2 separate regions of the Pan troglodytes genome follow, and region 2 is linked to region 1. The links are chromatin contacts, called in public HiChIP or PLAC-seq maps. All regions are on one chromosome and are shown on one strand. The core of a region is the stretch at or near the end of the contact, and the rest is flanking DNA. Distances in the headings are between cores, read along the strand shown. Region 1 holds the start of E2F7 (E2F transcription factor 7). Region 2 holds the start of NAV3 (neuron navigator 3).

What was found. HiChIP or PLAC-seq counts read pairs in DNA pulled down with a chosen protein or histone mark.
Region 2: a contact with region 1 is called in an H3K4me3 HiChIP or PLAC-seq map of stem cell-derived excitatory neurons, with 5 times the contacts expected there. The contact joins the promoter of NAV3 here to the promoter of E2F7 in region 1. A contact is called at or near these places in 1 of 7 Hi-C or Micro-C datasets (stem cell-derived neural progenitor cells) and 1 of 1 datasets of contacts at active chromatin or transcription factors (stem cell-derived excitatory neurons).

The regions. Positions count from the first base shown.
Region 1 is chr10:83,843,954-83,846,718 of NHGRI_mPanTro3-v2.0_pri, forward strand. E2F7 (E2F transcription factor 7) reads right to left here and starts at 1,377. Exons shown (of 13, transcript XM_001161983.7): 1 at 1,113-1,377; 2 at 311-403. The coding sequence starts at 403.
Region 2 is chr10:84,096,548-84,099,441 of NHGRI_mPanTro3-v2.0_pri, forward strand. NAV3 (neuron navigator 3) reads left to right here and starts at 1,349. Exons shown (of 40, transcript XM_016923897.4): 1 at 1,349-1,658.

The DNA of each region.
Region 1 (2,765 bases), core at 127-2,626:
GCACTAGCTACACCACCCTTGACAACTGTATTATAAACTTTGATTGCTGTAGCCAGCATATTTTTGACTTATATAAATTGGTTACAACATTACATGTAACCTTGCCTATTTTTCCCACTATATCTGAGAGTAGAATTCCAACAATAATGGTTTGGATGGCTCTAGTTTTAAAAAAGAATGTTTCTATAATGTTTATCAATATTAATTATTATGCTTAAATACAAATACAAATGGCATGTTGGAACACTTAATTGAATTCAACATCACCATCCTTAATATATTAGAAACTAAGGTGTTTATGTTTGCTTACCTTTTGTGCATTTTCCCCATCTTCAACTGCAAAATCTAGTCTGGGCTGCCTGGGGCTGATCAGGTCTTTTAGTGTTAAACAATTTACCTCCATCTGTAATGCACAATTACACTAGAAAATGATTTTGCAATTAGGTATTTTTTCCTCAAACAAAAATATCTACATATGTGTTCCTTGTTTGTCAATATGAAATTCCTCCTTCTCTAAGCACATCCTGGGCATTTCCAGGAGTTGTAGCCACCCTCAACTTTCTAAAACTCACGCGAACAAACTCAAACACCTAAAGTGTGCTTAGTAATACTGAAAATCTGGGAAGAAAAAAATCTACAAAAATAGTAACTCCTTATGAAAAGCTAGATGGCAAAATAAAGTTACCAAGTCGGAAGGGTGTTGGGCAAATCTGTCAGAAAAGTACAGGGTCTCCCAGGTCAGTTAATTTTGGCGCAAAGAACTGAGAGGAATTCGGCTTTGAGGGGTTTTGAATCGGGGGAAGGAAACCCGATCGCTAGACCAAACCCACTCAGCGCTGAGCGCAGCCCCTTCCCAGGCCTCCAAGCAGATCCCCCAAATAAACTTCTCCAATGAAAGCTCCAAGTTGTGGGGAAGGGCAAATCCCCTCTACTGCCGGGCCGGAGTGAGAGCTGCACCCGGCACACCCTCTGCGCACCGGGTTCCCCGGCAGAAACATCTCGAGCCCTCGCCAGCCGGGGGACGTCAGGAGTGGCAGGCTGGCAGCCGGGGCGGGAGTGGGCCCTGTATCCCAATTCCCGCCTCCCCACTGGCGCTGGGGACGCACGCTTACCCCTGCTTTCCTAAGGAGGCTTCCTGCCTCTGCAGGGACCTCCACGGACCCAAGCCGATGAGGGAAGGTGGTGCGGCGATCAGCAGCCGGGCGGCGGCATCGGGAAGGGAGAGCGAGGCGCGCAGATCCCCGCGCCGAGTGCCCTGGGCTGGCGGGGACCCCGTGGCGTCCGGGCAGCGCCAGCGCTCAGACCGGCCGAGCGCAACTCCAGCCTGGATCGTAGTCCCCGCTAAAACACCTCCTCTGGCGCCTTGAGACCGAATTTGAGAATCCACCAATCAGCGGCGGCCGGCGGGGCGGCCCCGGCCAATCGTGCGGCGGCACGGCCCGGGCTCACCGCCCCTCGGAGTCTTGGCGCTCCGAGCCGCGCGTTTTGCCCTCACCCGCCCAATTGTTGCCGCCTCGGCCCCCTCCCCCTTCCGGGTACCTGGAAACCTCGGGCCCGGGAGCCAATTCCTGCTGGGGACGCGGGCCCCGGCGGCCGCGGGAAGCCAAGGTGGGGGCGGCGCGGGGCGGCGGGAGAAGGAAGAGGAGGAGGAGGAGGGCTCTTTTGTTATGCATAGAAGACCCGCGCACGTCCCCGCGGCTTGCCGCGCCCGGGGACCCCGGGCACAGCCAGAGGAGAGGAAAGCAGATGGGGTTTGGAAGAACGATCTACACCCTCTGGATGCTGCTGCCGCCATCCCCGCCCGCCCTCAGCAACCTGTGCGGAAGCGGAGTTGTCCAGACTTGCCGGGGCAAACTTCTTAACATCGCACGCTGGTGTGACACATGGTTACCGCTCTGCTGCGAGCAGATGGCACGCCAGTTAGCCCTGGAGACAAGACTGGAAGCCAAACCAGAAGTTTTTCTAACTTTTGTTTGTTTGTTTGTTTTGTGTGTGTGGCAAATCCGGAAATGTTTTTTGGTGTTCCCTTTTCAGCAAATTGCAAATAATTAGGAGGGAAAAAGCTTTATATAAAAAAGTAGTTCTTTGCAATAGGGACTAGCATTCTGGGAGACAGTCTAGAAAATTTCCTCAACACCACTGATCTGTATTAAATGTTTCACTTCTTTCATCCTACAGTTTCTTGTTTAAAATATGAATGTTGGTAGAGATAGACTTTTTACAAAATAGACTTTATTGTTTAGAAGTTTTCAATTTACAGAAAAATTGAGATAGTACCAAGAATTCCCATATATTCAGCACCCAATTTCACCCACTATTAACATTTTGTGTTAGTATAGAATATTTTTTTAAATTAATGATCTAATATTGGTACATTCTTCTGAGCTCAAGTCATTACTTTATTCAGATTTACTTAATTTTTTCCTAATGGCCCTTTTTTCTGTTCAGGATACCACATTACCTTTAGTTCCTATGTCTCTAGGCTCCTCTTGGCTATGACAGTTTCTCATACTTTCCTCATTTTTGATACCTGGACATTTTTGAGTAGTATTGGTCAAGTATTTTGTAAGATATCCCTCAAATGAAATGTGAGACAGCCTTCTTAAAGCATCAGACATTCTTAAATGTACAGACATGTCCCTACCCCCCATATACTTTACAGCAAAGGTGTCATTTTCCTTTCTATACCAAGACTCCATTCTTCACCACTTACCCTCCAAATATTTTTATTTTATTTTATTTTTGGAGACGGAGTCTTGCACTGT
Region 2 (2,894 bases), core at 99-2,598, 250 kb after region 1:
ATGAAGGAAGCGTGGTGGAGGTGAGAGGACTGGAGGTTAAGTTGGTAGGGAGATACAGGAAAGAAGCTTAAGACACTTGAGTTAAAATGTAGCATCCTTCCTATGTGTAGGGCTCATAAAAATGTATAGTCTAAGATAGAACACAGAATACTCTATGAATCCTGCCCACAAGGTGTTGGTAATCTAGATTCACTTTTTTTTTCTGATAATGCCATCCATATGTATGGAGCGTCTACTACTGTATGCCAGAGTGACTCTGGAATCGGTTTGGTTGATCTAGACAAGACCATAAGGAGAGTCCCCTTACTACCTCTTCTCCAGGGGAGGGATTCAAGTTGAACTAGTACTTCAGAGACTGTTTAGTAATATAATGCATGAAAGGTGATGGTTAGGACAGAAAAATAAATGGATTGCATCGTAATTCCTCAGGTTCTCCAAATATGTGGTGGTCTCAAACCATGTGAATTGGTCTGCACATCCTGTTTGGGTTGCGTGTCAGCAGTTGAGATCTGAGCCTTATTTGTAACAGTGAAACGGTGAGAGACCTGCCCACTGAAAGCTGTTTTTCAGCTAGGAATAGAAAAGGGCCAGGCTAGACTCCTCTTTCTGCTGGATCTTGCTTCTTCTCAGCAACAGAAGTAGACCTGCCTTCCTAGCTGTAGAGAAAAGGTGCCAGTAGGCGGGCAGGTGAGCCTGTGGATAATCCTGGAGTAAAGGTTCAATAGACCTTCAAGTCTATCCTACAGGATTCGGAGTGAGGGGAGAGAAAAGGAGACGCTTCTTTGGCTGAGAGAGGAAGAGAAAAAAAAATCCCAGATATTTGACAGCTATATCTTCCCATCACCACCTTCCTCTAAACCCATGCCTCTCTGCTTCGTAGGACATAAAATGAAGAGTGACCCACCCCCCAGCCCATCCCCCGTTTGTAGGTGTGCTTTCAATGAAAATAAGTCGGTGTTCATGGACGGAAACTAGAGCAGCTGAAAATAGATGCAAGACTTGTTGAGCATACAAATCATTTCCCCCTTAGTCTCTAAGGGAGGAAAAAAAATCCCTCTTACTCTCCTTGCAGCCTGTGTTCTGCATTCTGGAGAGGAAGCTGAGGCTGGTCCTCAGGCGCTCCTCCCGCCGTTCCCGCAGGAAACTTTTCTCGCAGGGCCCGCTCCGTCCATCCCGCGCGGTTCCAAGACGGTGGGCCTCCCGTGGGCTCCTCTCCTGGGCAAGGGCCCAGACCCCGCGACGCGCCTGTCTCTTTAAATTCCAGCTGCGCGGCTGGGAAACAGCGCCACTCGCCGCCCAGGCCGGCTGGAGGCTGAGAGCGAGCTCGCGCTTTCGCTCCCGGCTGCGCGCCGCGGAGAGCTCGGCTCGGCCCGCGGGCTGCTAGGTGGCGGCGGCGCGGGGCGGGGAGGCGCGGCCCGGCCGAGGAGGGAAGAAAGAGCGAGCCGGGCCGGGAGAGGCGCCGCGCCCGGTCCCGCGCCCGGTCCCGCACCCGCTCTCAGCGGCCCGAGCAGTTTCTTTCTGGGTGACAAGGATGTGCCTCGGTTGGTTTTTCTTTTTTTTCTCCATCTCCTTAAGACGATTTCCATAGTAACCTGATCAAGTGGCTCAAAATCGCAAACCTGAGGATTTCCGCGGCCCGCCGGCAAGACCTCGGCCAGGTAACGCTGCGATCTCCTCCTCTTCCATTGCAAACCGCTGCGCTCCTTGCAAAGTTCCTTTTGTGGAAAATCGCCCAGCCCAACGGAGCCCGGGGTATTTGCAACAGCGTGTTCGTTTCCAGGTGCCTGTCACGGGTCTCCTCCCTGCTGCTTCTCCAGGACCCATGATGAGATTATTTTTAAAAATTGTTTTTGGTCGTCTCCCCCGCCCCCTCCCCTTCTTTATTTTTTTCCTCTTCGCTGCACTCTTCTCGGCTTTTCCCCTGACACTACTGATGGGGGTGCGGGGGGACGTCGGGGATGGGGGTGGCCAGCGCGGTCCTGGGAGTGGCGGGTTCGGATGGGCTGGCTGCGGTGGGCCACTTTGGGCATCTCGGCGTGGCCTGCGCCGGGGTCACGGGGAGGGCTGTCAGCGCCAGGGCGGAGGAACCCGAGGTCTCCAGACGAGTGAGGGAGGGATGCAGGCTTGGGGGTGATGGAGCGCTTGGCTGGTGGCTGGTGAGCGTCCATACATCATAGCTATCCTTCCCACTCCCCCGCCCCTCTTCGGGATTCTCTCTTTCTCTTTCCCCGTCCTCATTTCTTTCTTCCTTTACTCACCACTCGCTTCATTCTCTTCCTTCCATTTCCTCTTTTTTTCTCCCCTCATTTCCTTTTTTTCCTTTCCCTTTTAAAGAAAGGGGAATCGTGTGTAACCCTTTCGTTCTACCAACGTGGAATAGCTGTGAAACCTGCAGCGTGGTCACCTCAACCTGGTCGTTTTCAGACCCGTCCTCATCCATCAACATATTTGTTTCCCGAGTCTATTGATCTCCCTGAATTCCACAGAAATGCATTCTAAGCTAGGCGCCTGTATGTCAGAATCAGTTCTGCAGCTAGCTTCCGTGCTCCAAGTATGACATGTATTGTAAGGGCTGCATATGTTTTAAACCCACATAAGCCATGGGTATAAATAAATGTAGCTTTGAAAAAAAATCTGGCCTTATTCTAGATAAACTTCCCTCTTAAATTACTGATATACTCTTCTCCCTCTTTGACATTTAATTTTAGGAAAGTTGGGAGACAGGTTCTTGTCCTCCAGTTTTTAAGGAGCAGGCAACTTCTATTATCTTAATTTTCTCGTCTTTGAACATCACTCACGTTTGCACTACCCAGTCAGTGGAACGAGTGGGTCATAATTAAGGTTCAGATTTCTAGCTTCCAACGTCCAAGCTGGCTGGAGTGGCAACCTCTGGT